Linked DNA regions of Pan troglodytes: region 2 is linked to region 1. Evidence: chromatin contacts called from public HiChIP or PLAC-seq data. All regions are on one chromosome and are shown on one strand. Each heading gives the region's core, a stretch centred on a gene start, on an enhancer-like site or on the middle of the called end of the contact. The rest is flanking DNA. Distances are from core to core; before and after follow the strand shown. Region 1 holds the start of CALM1 (calmodulin 1). Region 2 holds the start of TTC7B (tetratricopeptide repeat domain 7B).

Region 1 (7,194 bases), core at 3,408-5,907:
GCGACAGGGCGAGACTCCGTCTCCAAAAAAAAAAAAAAAAAATAGATTTGTGCTCTAGGTCGCACCAAGCAGGAAGAAAACAATAGTGATCCCATGCAGAAAACATTCTAGACACTAAGCAGGATGGACGCAAGGCCCATCATCTTCTATTTTAATTGTCAATGGCCCTGGGGCAACCACAGAAAGGATCTTTGCACATTTGCTTTGCTCTGGGGACCTGAAAGACAATCCTGTAACATGTCTGAACTTGAATTACACAACAATGGCCCTCATTCATGGTTTTAAAGCTCTTACCATCAGCATCCACTTCATTGATCATATCCTGCAATTCAGCTTCTGTTGGGTTCTGACCCAGTGACCTCATGACAGTTCCAAGTTCCTTTGTTGTGATGGTGCCATCGCCATCTTTATCAAATAGGGAGAAGGCTTCCTTGAATTCTGAAAACAAAAGTTGACCCGTTAGAATCAATGTCTTTATCCAACCCAGTCACAATACACACTTGCCGGGGGCTTGCCAAAGCCAGCCATTCAAGTTGTGCAACGTTTCTGGTCTTTATCTACTGAAATAATGACCACAATAGTCCTGTTGGACTGGCCTTCATACAGCAGCCCATAAAGCAAACACTGCTCCCAATAAACGGTGCCACACACCACAATATTCCCAAAAGTTTCAAGGCGGCTAAGCTGGAACATGCTTAAATTAGTCCTAAATCCAATCTTTTTTTTTTTTAAACAATGGAGTCTCGCTCTGTCACCGAGATTGGAGTGCAGTGGTGCAATCTCAGCTCACTACAACCCCTGCCTCCCAGGTTCAAGGGACTAAATCCAATCTGACAAGATTGGTCCATGTGCCCCCTTCAAATCCCTTCCTGTTACATTTCTAAAGCCATAAGAATCCCTCGTTTCATAACAAATAAAATGGTTACTAGAAATGTACATTCCCAGGTAAACTCTCTCCACATGACTTTTAGAATATTTCAGAAGCATTCCTGGTTTCCTAAAGAGAAACAGTCTCAAAACAAGTCCTCCAGGAATATTAAAAAGCTAAAATCTGCCAGACGTGGTGGCACATGCCTGTAGTCCCAGCTACTCAGGAGGCTGAGGCAGGAGGATTGCTTGAGCCCAGGAGTTAGAGACCAGCCTGGGCAACAGAGTTTAACTAATGTAACTTTCTTCCCAATTACTACAGTGGTCCTAACACTCATATTCACCCATTTCCATTTATTTTAGGATAGCGAGCACAAGCTTTCGTGGCAGATTACTGAAAGACCCATGGCATAAGAATTGTAAACTAAACCGTTGAGTAGCAGGCTCAGTACAATTAATCATACGCAAACTTTGCACATTGTGAAACATGGTCAAATTCTCCAGAGTTTAACACGTAGGCATCCTTAGTTTTACTTCCTTTCACCTCATCTATAAAGTACTGGCAAGAATAACATCTGACCTCAATGTTTCTGCTTACTGTTCTTATTTAAATAAATTCTTAGAAAACTGCCCAGACTGTAGCGGGGAGGAACAGAGGAGTCACCAAAACTGAGTCAGTGCCTAGTTCTGGCCTTCTGGGGACTCCTTGGAGTTGTCAACTTACCAGCAATCTGTTCTTCGGTCAGCTGATCAGCCTATATGAAGAAAGAAAAGGTTATCATTCAGTCCACGACATGTTTGGTTGATTTCAACATAGGTTTTCCAGTTATACTTTTAATATTGTGATCTTTCAAAAATCAATCTTAAGATTCTTTGAAACCTGTAGCACGGTCATTTAATGAAAGTAAATAGAATAAAGAAAACTCCTTATGCTATTTTAACAAAGGATTACAAGGAAGTGACAACATCTGCTCACTTCAAGTTTTCTTTTCTGGGCCCATGGCTTACAGCTTGCTCTGCGATCTAACTAGGCTAAGTTCATCATGTGAAAAATGGCACCTCTAGTGGCAGAAGGCCCCTTGGCACCAGCTGCAGTGGCGGCAGGCTCTAAGACAGAAGAGCGCCACCTACTGCACCATGGACACCGCAGTCCCCCTTTCCACTCAACAAGGGACCCAGCCCACTGCCACTGCCACCACAGCCAGGATAAGGATCTCATCCAGGGGCAGGCTTTCAGCGCACCTTGCGCACTGCTCCAGGCCCTCGAAATCTCCAAACTGGCGTTACATAATGGCATTGGGTTGGATTAACAGGCTTTTATATCCATTTTATGAGAAATAATTAAGTAGAAAAAATAAAGATACAGCAACTGGGTACGCCACCAACTTCATTTCCATGTAACAAATGCTTTCCAATCCTTTAAATTAGGCAGTTATTTGTTAAAAGCCTACCATTACAATGGCTAATGCCCTGGGTCAAACTATCCTATGATTCAGAAGCCAGGAAAAAATGGTACCATCTTACAAATGAAGTGTTACAAAATTGCAAAAATTAAGTACACAGAAAACTACACAATAATTATCAAACTATATATACTCCTCTCTTTTCTGGCAAAGAGTATCTACTAAATTTGCTGGAGAGTATTAACCCTACCTACCTTAAGAATGACAAAAGAACTGTTCTTAATAAACACACTTCGTTCGAGGCAGTAATGGCCACGAAGGTAATTCACCTGCATTATTTGGTCTCCACTGAACCTGTGCCTCCAGCCGAGGGAACTCGAGACCTCAAGGAGAGCTAACGTGGATTTCTCTTTTAAAGAAGGATGCCTAAGAAGCCAATTACAAAATAAGTCCTAATAGAAAGCTGATGAAGTTTATACTCTTAAGTGAAAACTTTAACAGTAGGAATGGTGTTCCAATATATTGATTCTGGGTGAAAACTTGTTTTTACAAATTATAAACGGATCTTTCTTTCTACCTCAATCACTAAAAATTGGCTTTCTTTAAATGAGGGAGACACGATGATTTACGTAACGCCAAGGCAACATCTGTCTTGTACAACAGGAAGCGCTGCCACACCTCGCAAGAGAAACTGTCACCTTATGGGGAGAACAGTCCCACCTCGCTACAAAACTCTCTTGTTAGAGGGGTTACCAGGAGCATCCAACTTTCTCGACAACGAAATCCTCCTCCCCCAAATGGCGCTAGCCCTGGGGGCAAAGGTGTACCAGAACCCTGCAGGGAACCATCTCCCCACCCGCCAAACCAGAAACGCAGTCGGTGATGTCAGCCCTGCACGCCGAGGAGGAAGGGGCTGTGGAAAACACACCCAGCGAGGCGCACAGTCGCATCTGGCAATCTAGAAGCTGCAGAGAAAGCAGAAACGTGGAGGGCATCCCTCTGCGGACTGGAAGTGGCGCGGGGCGAGGGACCGGGCAGGCCGCGTGCCCGGGGGCAGGCGTGGGGGGGAAGGCGGCCCCCGAGCGGGCGTCTGGACGCCGCCCCTCCTCGGCCAGGAGGGTCACCATCCCCGGCCCCCGCGCACCAGGGCCGCGGCCAAGGCCACCCGCACCTCCCACCCGCTTCTGCTCCCCCAGGCGACGAGCCCGCGGCGCCGCCGCCTCCTCCCGGAGCAGAAACTTTGCGTCTCTAATGGAAACCAAGCCGCGCGCCAGCTCCCTCCTCCCCCGCCGCCCCCCCCCCCCCGCCCGCCCCAATTAGCGCGAGCCCAGCGCCTCCCGCGGGAAGGGACTCCTGCTGCACCGAGGCTCACGCCCGCCCGCACTGCTGCACCGGGTGGGGGGCCGCAGGGTGCGAAAGCGGCAGGAACAAGCCACGGCCACACCGCAGGGCCCCGCCCGGGCGCAGGGCGGCCCGGCCGCCGCTTCCGCCCTCTCCGCCCCCAACCCCTCGCCTTCCTGCCCCCAACCCCACCCTTCCCCGGCTCCTTCCTTCCCAGCCCACGCCCGCGCCGCGCCCCCCGGGAAGAAGGAGGGGAGAGCGACCGAGGGAGGGCGCCCAGCAGGGCCGGCCAAGGTGGGGAGGTGGCGGGCGCTGACTGCGCCCCTCAACACCCGGCCGGAACAATGTGCGCCACCGGCCAGCTCCAGCCCATTCATTCTCCACTGCCCGCCCGACCTGCCACCTTCGCGCCGGCGGAGAAGCGGGGTGGGGAGGGGCGGGCCGCGGGGGGGGGGTCTAGTGCCCGGCCCCGCCCGGCTCCCAGGCCGAAACGCTGCGCTGCAGGCAGCCCGGGTGCGGCGCTAGTGGATGCAGTGGGTGCGGGGCTGGGCGGGGGGCAGGGGGATTGGATGCAGAAACCCCCGCTGCAGTTGCGGCCGGAGCCCCTGCCCGTGGACGGCCTACGACCAAGTCCAGCTCCAAGGGGAACCAATAAATGAAGCTCCCTGGCAGAGGTCGCCGAGATGCAAATCCAAAGTGCAACCTCCTTTAAGCGCAGCTGCTGCGTAACACTCAGAAAAGAAAAACCTCCAAGAACCAAAAACAAAAAACAAACAAAACAACTAGAAATCTGGGAAGAAATCTCGGGCAGCTGCTACGCCGGCATTTGCCACTCCCGACCTACCATGGTGCGAGCGAAGGGAGGAAGAGCAGAGGGAGCGAGGGTGGCTGCACCAGCGCGGGGGCTGCGACGGCGGGGGTACCTCCGATGCTGCTGCTGCTGCTGCTGCTGCTAAGGCGCGCTGTGCGCTATGCCGCCGCCGCCGCCTGCGCCGCCGCCTGACTACGAGTAACGGCACGGCGTCCACGACACTCCCAGCACCACTGCCGGAGCGCGAGTCTGCGCCCCGCGATATATATATGGTGCGCCGTATCCCTCCGCCGCGGCGGAGCCGCCTCGCGCAGAGCGGAGCTGCGGCAGCCGGGCCTTGCCTGCCTGGTCCCGCCCCCGGGTTCGCCAGGCCTCCCGCCGCCCCCTGCGCGCCAGTCGCGGCGGCCCTACGCTGGGTCGGGGAAGCGTTCTAGGCTGGGCGCGCGGTCTCGGGTCAGGTGTGGCGGGGAGTCCTCAGGAGACGCCCATCCTGGGCGGGGGCGAAGACAGAGCGCCTGCTTAGTCCAACCTGGGGGCGGCCCAGAGCTTCTGAAGCCGTTCACCCCGCTACCTACCCCAGCCTCACCCCACCTGGGTGACCCTCCCACCTCGACATCTCCAACCGCTCCACTAGGGCTGCCGGCTCCCGCGTGCCCCTCGTCCTTGGGTCTGCAGCGGCCACTTCCAGTTTGGGGTGCTGCAGGAGGTCCTGAGAGTAGGGGGTCCGCGGGGAGGTGGAGGCAGATTGGCCACACTCCTTCAGCTGCCGAGGAGAGGGGTCTGCAGAGGACGAGGTAGTTGTCCTCCTGGAAGAAATTGGTCCTCTTCGGATTTTGGAGCAGTATCCGAGCCAAATTATTTATGCTCAGTTGCTAAATCTGTGTCATGCTGCGATGTTTAATCAGTCTTTAATGTTTTTACGTTTCCACTGAATATTTTTTAGGATGCCTGAATATTTCTCCCCTACTATTTTGTTCTCTTTTTCCTGGCGCCCGTCTTACTAAAATTAGTGTACCTGTGCAGCTTCTACAGACCTTAAACCCAGGCTTTAAATTTTTCGTAATTTTCCTGATCCTGAGAAGGGTCAGAGTCTTTATTCATAAATCCATAGAAACAAGGGAAAAAATAGATGCTTCAAATCCTCTGCATTACAAGTGGAACACACAGCCAATTGCCTCTCTTATGGAGCTAGATTGTATTTTAAACTACAGTTTTGATTATATTCCTTTTAAAAGACTATTTAAATCTTTAAATATACTAGTGTTTTCCATTTTTTATTATATTCCTTTTAAAATAATATTTAAATCTTTAAGTTTACTAGTGTTTTCCATTTTTCTGTAAAGTAGAGAAAGAACAATTTCAGCCAGTAATGTGAACCCCAGGACTTGTAAAAATCTAGACAAAATGCTGCAGTTTCTTTTCTTGCCAAGGCAGAACACAGAATTTGATCTTCTGTTTTACAGGGCCCGGGCAACAGTTGGAGGTTATCATTTGCTTACTGTTTTACAGAATATGGCAAAGTGTGTGATTAACATGCTGCGCTAGAAAGGGCTTTGCTTGCTTGTGTTTGTTTCTGGTTTCAACAAAGTCTGCAGGAATATGTTTTTTTAAAAAAGGAAAAATGTACAGGCACATTGCAAATGCCACAGGACTTCTTGGGATAACCTTAGACAAGACGTCAGCATCTGTGGAGCTGTTCCTACTGATGTTCCTTCTGGAATGCCGCAGAAAGAGTGAACCTGCTGTTTAATTTAAAGAGAGGCTGCAGCAGCAAGCCAGGGGATGCTGCCTTCCCTCTGCAGATTAGAAAGACACTATTCACTTCACAAACCTGATCCTAATCCCTGCAAAAAAATAATAATAATACTCCTGGGCTCATAGGGGAAAACCTGAGTAGGAATAAAGCGTGCATACTAATGCGAGAGTTGGAGATAAGGAAATAGAAGAAAAGGGACTAATACAAATTAATTTTAAAGAATATTCAATAATCCAGTCAGTTACAAGCCTAAATGGCCAAACTCCTTATTAAAACTGCATCTTGGCCGGGCGCGGTGGCTCACACCTGTAATCCCAGCACTTGGGGAGGCCGAAGCAGGCGGATCACGAGGTCAGGAGATCGAGACCATCCTGGCCAACATAGTGAAACCTTGTCTCTACTAAAAATACAAAAATTAGCTGGGTGTGGTGGCGCGTGCCTGTAATCTCAGCTACTTTCAGTAGGCTAAGGCAGGAGAATCCCTTGAACCAGGGCATCGGAGGTTGCAGTGAGCCAAGATAGCGCCATCGCATTCCAGCCTGGTGACAGAGTGAGACTCCATCCAATAATAATAATAATAATAAAACTGCTTCTTTCCTAAGGGTATTGGTATTCTTTCTCTGGGGCTTTTCATATAGTAGTTAGTGAAATACATTTTTTCTCTTTTTTTGAGACAGAGCCTCACTCTGTTGCCCAGGCTGGAGTGCAGTGGTGCAGTCTCAGCTCACTGCAACCTTCGCCTTGTGGGTTCAAGCGATTCTCCTGCCTCAGCCCCCTGAGTAGCTGGGATTACAGGTACAGGTGCCTGCCACCACGCCTGGCTAATTTTTGTATTTTTAGTAGAGATGGGGTTTCACCATGTTGGCCAGGCTGGTCTCGAACTCCTGACTTCAAGTGATCCACCTGCCTCGGCCTCCCAAAGTGCTGGGATTACAGGTGTGAGCCACCGCTCCCAGCCAGTGAAATACATTTTAAAACATGATATGCATTGTATAAGTAGGGGGAAATAATGGCCT
Region 2 (7,601 bases), core at 964-3,463, 420 kb before region 1:
CAGTGTCCAGGGCCTGTCAGCTCAACTTCCATCACCTTGGCAGTCCCTGAGGTGCCTGAAAGTGATACTGGTCACATCAGAAAACATCTCCTGATCTTTCCTCCTCACCTCTCTTAAATGTCTGTGATTCAGCCTCCTCATTGGTAAACTGAGGTCCACGGTGTGTGTTCTTCATCAACTCCGGTGGTGGGGGAGTTGTGGTGGGGATAAGAACCTGCGTGTGACTGCTCTTGGAAAGTTGGAGTAAGGGCACCCAGAAGGAATGACAACGACCCCTCAGTGCCTCCTCGTGACTGCGGGTGGGCTATGGAACCTTCCAGACTGACAGCTTCACTCTCAAATGCAGGACCCAGAATCCAACACTGCCACCACCACAGCTATTTCCCTGGCAGTATTCTCAACACTGCAGTCACAGTGATAGTCCAAAGTGTAGGTCTGATCATGCCACTCTTCTGTGAAAAGCCCTGCAGGGCTGCTCCATGTCACCAGAGTAAAAGTAAAAATTTTTTTTTTTTTTTTGAGACGGAGTCTCTCTCTGTTGCCCAGGCTGGAGTGTAGTGCTGCCATCTCAGCTCACTGCAAACTCCACCTCCCGGGTTCACACCATTCTCCTGCCTCAGCCTCCCCAGTAGCTGGGACTACAGGCGCCCGCCACCACGCCCGGCTAATTTTTAAAAATATTTTTAGTAGAGACGGGTTTCACCATGTTAGCTAGGACGGTCTTGATCTTCTGACCTCGTGATCCGCCCACCTCGGCCTCCCAAAGTGCTGGGATTACAGGCATGAGCCACCGTGCCCAGCCAAAAGCCAAAGTCTTATAATGGCCCACCAGGCACTACACAGAACTCCCCCCAACCTCTCAGAGCTCATCTCCTGCCTCGGCCCCTCTCCTTCACTCCACCCAGCCCCTCTGGCCTCTGCCATTTCTCCATCCCACCCAGTGTGCTCTAACCCCAGAGCCTTCGCACTTGTGGTGTTCTCTGCCTGGGATACTCCTCCCCCAGAGATATCCTCATGGCTCCCCCTTAGTTTCTTCAAGTCTAATGCCACCTCCGTGAGGCCATCCCTGACTGCTCCATTTTAAATGGCAACACTTGCTCAGGCTGAAGTGCGTTCACTGCTCACTGCAGCCTCCACCTTCTGGGCTCAAGCAATCATCCTGCCTCAGCCTCCTGAGTAGCTGGGATTACAGGCATGAGCCACCCGCCTGTCCCAACTCTTTATGTTCGTCACTGAACCCTTCCCTGTTTCTTCAAATAGCCATTTTTACAGTCTAGTTTACTATTTTATTTTGCTTATTTTTCCCCCAAACTGGAATGTAAGCTCTCTCAAGCCAGGAATTTTGTTTTTTTAGCTCACAATTCTATCTCTGGCACCTAAAGCAGCGCCCAGCACATAGTAGGTGATCACTAGACAGTTGATTCACAGAGGGACACCTCCCTAGGTCTCAGTCTAGGTGGCCAAGACAGGAGGCCCCACCAATGACTGTGCCTTCCCCTCAGGGGGTCCGAGAGCTGGCGTGTGAGAGTGGCAGCCCCTGCCTGGCTCCGCTCAGCCATCTAGGGCACCCCTGGCAGGTGCTGTGCCTTGCCTGGGATGGAGGAGTCTCCGTCCACCTCTGGCTGGGTAGGGGCTAAGGCTGCGGGGCAGAGGGGCACCTGCTAAGGGGCACAGGCCAACCGGGCCCCAGGGAACCGCTGGCCACCTGAGATGGCAGGACAAACTCGGGCAGGCCTCCCCCCACCCCTCACACCCGGCTCACTGGTCCCACCGGGCGGTGACCTTCCCCAGGGTCACTGCCCTTTCTTGGCCCTACTCCTGGGGATCCAACCCGCTCCCAGGCTGTCGCTAGCTCCCTCCCGATCCTCTCCCTCCCCTTCATCCTGCCCAGACCCCTACCCCACCAGACCCCTCACCCGCCCTTGGTCAGATCTCTCTCCTACCCCGCTCCCCCACCCCCATCCCCACTTCCCCTAGGTCTTCACCCCGCCCCAGACACCCCCAGTCCCTCTCCCTGTCCTCCATGCCCACCCCGCCTTTCCTCCCTCGGGCCCCTGTCTCCCGCCCTAGCCCCCGCCCCTGCCCCAGCCCTGGCTCCGGCCCCGGCCAGTGCTGCGGCTCCGGCCCTGGCCGGCAGGGGCCGCTCCTCGCGGCGCCCGGGGCCCCGCCGCGCCCGCCGCCGCCGCCCGCCTCCCCGCCCCTTCCCCAGCCGGCGCTCCCGTTACGCCGCGGAGCCGGGAGCCGGAGCCCGAGCCCGCGGCGGCGGCGGGAGGCGGCGAGGGGGCGCCGCGGCGGCGGCGGCGGTGGGGCCTGCGGGGCGGGCGGCCGGGCCCGGCCAGGCCGCGATGGCGACCAAGAAGGCAGGCTCGCGGCTGGAGACGGAGATCGAGCGCTGCCGCTCCGAGTGCCAGTGGGAGCGGATCCCTGAGCTCGTCAAGCAGCTGTCGGCCAAGCTCATCGCCAACGGTACGCGCCGGGCGCGCCGGCCTGGGCTGCGGGGGGCGCCGCGGCCTCCGCGGGAACGGGCCCCCGAGGCGCGGCCGGGCGCGGGGCGCGGGCAGGGGCGCGGCCGGGCCGCGAGGGAGCTGCGGCCCAGGGGATGTGCGCGGGACCGGGGCCTGGGGGAGTCCGGGTGCCCCGGAGTCACGCGGTGTGAGGGCCCGGGGGGCGCCAGGGGCTGTCCCGGCGCCTGGGGTTCAAGCGTGCAGGGCGGGCTTTTGCGGAGTCTGGGGTGTCCGGGGGTCTCAGCGAGTCCGCTGCTCCACTGGGACCACAGGAGGTCAGGGGCCGGCCTGGGGCTTCTGAGAAGTTGGAGGTGATGGGGTGAGGGGGTCCCTCAGGACGTGGGTGAAGTCCACAGTGTGTGTATGGTGTGCTCAGGGAATCAGGATGTGTTTATGGGGTCTTGAGAATGGGGTGTTGTACATAGACCCCTGGGGAATCTGGTTTGTAAACATATGGTGTTTAAGGGGTTCTGGGTGGAAGCGCAGACTCGAGGTGTGTGGGGTGGTGGTAGAAAGCAGGCTGGGTTGTGCGTCCTGGCGTTCGGAGAAGTAGCATCAAGGCTGCCGACCTAGAGAGGTCAGGGTTGGGAATAGAGGAGAAATAGAGTCAGGGGGACCTGGAGGGAGAATATTGTGGAGCGAGATGGGAATGTGGTTGAAGAATGTCGGGAGATGGAGCTGGGTGGGTGAGGGGTTGGTGCCTGGGCCAGAAGGGGGTCTGAGGCAGCCTCTGAGTAGGAGCCTGGTGCCTGGAGTTGGTTCATGACCCCTTTAACTGGATTGGTTCTTGTACCCAATCAAATAAAATTGCATCCAGAATCCCATTCCAGTGCACAGCTCCACATGGCCTTATTTGTTTTGGAAGCGAGTATCTTTAATATTTGCTTGTCTTTTAGTACCCGCCTAAAGCGCAGGCACCAGCACACCGTGGCCAGAGGTTAGAGGGTTTGTCTCATTTCATCCTGGGCTTCTCCAGGCCGAGTGAGCACATGTTGGCTGAACAAATGAATGAAAGAGTGAATGAATGGATGGCGGGGCTGCTCTAAGAAAGGACATCTGCACGATTTTCAGCCTTCTCACTTCAGACTACCCAGAAAGGAGAGGGATGTCCTCCTGGAGGGTAGTTTTTGTTTGCGTCCTATGGTATTAGTGCCTGGAAATTAGAACTTGGTTTTGCACACTCTCAATGATGGATGCATGCTGTGGGCAGGTACCTTCTGGGTGAACGCAGGTGCCATGGTGTGTCGGGGCATGGAGATAGCACCGACCCTACACGGGCTCCACTTGGTGGAAAATGTGGACTCTTCTCAGTTATGTCAGCCTTTGAGGAGATGGTGTTCAGTGCCCTGGGCCCCAGAGGCAGCTTGCCCTTGCCCTCCTTGTCGGGCTCACCTGCTTCTCCGCTTACCTGCAGCATTTTCTCTTTTCCTCTCGGAGTTGCACAGTCCTGGGTCTACTTTGTGGCTTCCCAGCAGTGTAGGCATAATGACACCTTCTGTGCAGGTTGATTTTAGGATTAAATGGGTTTATTTGTGAGCCTCCTGGTCTTTTTTCTTCTGAATCCACTTGTTTCCTGCTGTCTTTGCTTATTCATTCACCCAATATTTGCGTGCCCACCTGTGCCAGTCACAGAACAGTGGTGAACAGCACTGACCAAGCCCCTGCCCTTATGCCCTCACCCTGCTCTCAGGAGGCAGGTGATAAGCAAATATGGAAATAAATAAACAGCACAGCTTCAGATAGTGAGAAGTGATTGAAACAAAACAGATGAGTTAATGTGATTGAGAATGACAGGCAGATGAAGGGGGACTCAAGCTATGATGGTCCCTGGAATGGGAGGGTAGATGGGTTTTTGGTGGCCTGGGCCCTTCCTATTCACCTTCATGGCCCCCGAAAGGCTTAGCTCTCTTCCCAGGGGCTGCTCCCAATGTCCTAAGATGCAGTCATGAGTGGGGCTTGGGGAGTGGGGTTTGCGGGGGCACTGTGGTCCATGGGTCTGTGTGCAAGTTCAGTTTGGGGAAACTCATGGGACATAGATTTTTGTCCTAGAGACTCACATGGTGAGTGGTAGCCATTGATGGCAAAAAGTTACCCAGACTTGAAAAGATCAGACAGAGTGAGTGCTCAGGAAAATAAAACGATGAAGCCAAGAAAAAGATGAAACTAAACTAGAATGATTGTGGCTCTCCTTTGGTGTTTGCAAGAGGGGCCTTCCCTCCCTTTGACTGGTGAGGCCTTCCCACTCTCGGGCTGGTAGAGGGACTTCTTCCTGGCTTTTGGGGGCACCGGCTCCCCCATAGATTCTCAGGTGCATGAGCACAAGTTCTGGGCAGATTTTGCAAAATCCTGAAGTTAAAGCATCTTCTGCTTAGAATAAGGAAAGCAAGTGAATGTCACGTTTGTCACACTAAGACAGTTACCATGAAAACAACCACAGGCGAAAAAAAAAAAAAAAGAATACAGTGTTTGGAGCCAGCCAGATGGGGGACTGATTCTTGTGACCTTGGCCACTTCTTGACTTTGTGACATTGGCCAAATCACTTAACCACTCTGAGCCTCAGTTTTCTCATTTTAGAACGGGATTTAAATGACTTACCTTGCAGGGGTTGTTATGAGGGTTAAAGTAGCTAATGTCTCTCAGGGCCAGCCACTCATTCCTTCCTTCCTTCCACAAAGATTGAGTACCTGCTCTGTGCTAGCCGCTGTTTTAGGCACTGGAAATACACTGGTAAACAAAACAGACAAAAATGGCAAAAATCTCAGCCCTTATGAAACTCACATCCCAGTAGGAAAGGGGCAGGGAGACAGATAATCAATATAATCATTAGGTGAAGTTTACAGGGTGTCAGATGGTGGTCAGTGCTATCAAAGAGAAAAAGGGGAAGGTGAATAGGTGCTTTGGAGTGGGCTGGGAGTGGGGGATGCAGGAACTACTAGTTTAAACAGGGTGGCCCTGAAAGGTGTCCCCAAGAAGGCAACATCTGAGATGAGACCTAAGGAGGTGGAGAAGCGTGTTCTAGGGAGGGAACTTCATGGGTAGAAAGTGGCGGGGCCGGATAGGCCGAGGGTAAGGCTTTGGCTTTCCTGTGAGTGGGACGGGGCTATGGGAGAGTTCTGAGCAGAGGAACCCCTCCTTCCCAAAGCTCCCACTTGTAGTGGGCTTCCCCACCCAGCAGCATTAGCTCCTTACGGGAAGGAAGCGTGGCAGCCCCTCCCCGTTAAGGACTCTAAATAGTGGACACTTTCAGAGCGTACTGCCCCAGCCTGGCTCCTTTGAGATGAATTGGTTTAGATGTTTTGCCAAGAGGTGGATAAGGAAGAAAAGGACAAATGCCAAGTTGAAAAGTGAACCCAGAGGTCTGTCTTCTTCCTCGTACCCTACCGTAGTCACCATTTTCATTGCACCATCTCAAAAAACCCAAATGTGGTGGTAGCTAGATGTGCACCAGACCCGGGTGAGTCCCAGTGAGAGAATGGTCACCTAAGTTAAGGGTGGGGGTGGGAGACAGTCCCCCGGAAGCCTAGGCCCTCGTGGGCTGAAGTGTGGCCTGGGGATGAGTGGCAGGGGCACCACCGGGAACCTGTGAGAAATGCAGATTCTTGGGCCGGCTTCAGACGTGCGGGGTTAGAATCCACATCTCAGCAAGGTGTCCAGGGGTTTGGGGGACTCAGAGAAGCCTGAGGTGCCCTGGCTTGGAGCTGAGGCAGCAGCCTGAGCGCTCAGGGATAAAGACAGAGCTGCACATCAGCTTCATGTGGGCTCACAGGTCGGTCCTGGTCTCTGGGAGGACAGGCCCAGCTGTCCTCTCTCTACAGAATGTCACCCTCCAGCCTCCCAATGATGAGGTCACCACTGTGTGTGAAAGTGCAGTGACCTGGCACCGGGGCTAAAATTTGGACCTTACCTGTAGTGGCTGGGTGATCTCCAGCCAGGTTCTTAGCCTCTCGGAGCCTGCCTTTCCTCCCTGCTCAGCCAGCTCAGAATGCCCACTCTCAGGGCACCTGTGAGGATTCGTGGGATGGTACCTGTCAGCCAGGGCACATGGTCATAATGGGGTTGGTTCCCTGCAGCTGACCCCTTGTGACCCTGGGCAAGGTAGGCCAGGTCCCAGCTGTCAGCCTGGCAGGGAAAAAAGAGAGTGGGGGACCAAGAAATGACACAGTTGAGCTAGTGCCCGGTCAAGACTCCCACCTATTGCAATGACACAAACAGGCACACTGGAGGTCTGCGACTGTCCTGAAGGACGGCCGCTCCCTTTTCTGAGGCAGCGTGGCTTCCCGCCTTCCCCAGCCTGTTAATCTTCTTAGGCAAGCTCGGCGACTGAGTTCACTTAGAAAGATTAGGCCCCAAATGGTAGCCTCTCCCTTAGGAGATCATTGCCTGTCGGATCCTATAAGATTTTGAGACATTTTAATTACCTCGTGGTGACGGGTAGGTAGGGAAATGGTGCCTGAAACAAAGAGTATTTCTGGGGCATAGTTTGGTAAGCAAATGTTTTCAGGCCATGAAGAAGAGGATGTGGAGATCTGTGTTGTTTTAAGCACGGGCATCTACAGTGATGTGGCTTCCCCTTGGTGGAGGGTGCAGGGTCCTGGGCTCCTAGACGCCACCTGGTCATGCACACCCTCCTGTGAAGAAGAGGAGTCGGGGTGGACTATGGTCCTCCCTGGCTGGCCTGAGGGTCTTCTCTGGAAACAGGACTGAGGTTTAACTGAGAGTCTCTGCTGTGGGGTGAGGCGGCCCCTGTTGTTTAGAGGTGGCTTCTTTGGACATACCTGGGGCATCACAGACTCCTGGGAGCCCAACTCCTCCCAGAATGTGGGGAAGGACACCAGTGAGATCTCCGGTGACCCACTATTATGGCCTTTCTGGGCCAGTCTTCCTGCTTTCAAACACTCTGTCCTCTTGTCCTCAGAAGACCACACCTTTGTGGCAGACCATATGTCCTGATTTTTGGATTCAGAAGACTCATTTATTTGACAGTGACCGATTGATGGCACTGAACTAGGATTGGGGCTCGTGGCCATGGTAGTCAGGGCAGAAGGACTTGGATTTCTTGTGGCTGTGCACAGTGGGGCTGGGGCTGTGCAGCTCGT

The links. HiChIP or PLAC-seq counts read pairs in DNA pulled down with a chosen protein or histone mark.
Region 2: a contact with region 1 is called in an H3K4me3 HiChIP or PLAC-seq map of stem cell-derived excitatory neurons, with 2.7 times the contacts expected there. The contact joins the promoter of TTC7B here to the promoter of CALM1 in region 1. A contact is called at or near these places in 1 of 7 Hi-C or Micro-C datasets (stem cell-derived neural progenitor cells) and 1 of 1 datasets of contacts at active chromatin or transcription factors (stem cell-derived excitatory neurons).

The regions. Positions count from the first base shown.
Region 1 is chr15:88,399,822-88,407,015 of NHGRI_mPanTro3-v2.0_pri, reverse strand. CALM1 (calmodulin 1) reads right to left here and starts at 4,657. Exons shown (of 6, transcript NM_001110819.1): 1 at 4,456-4,657; 2 at 1,592-1,622; 3 at 295-438. The coding sequence starts at 4,458.
Region 2 is chr15:88,815,898-88,823,498 of NHGRI_mPanTro3-v2.0_pri, reverse strand. TTC7B (tetratricopeptide repeat domain 7B) reads left to right here and starts at 2,213. Exons shown (of 20, transcript XM_024348858.3): 1 at 2,213-2,466. The coding sequence starts at 2,346.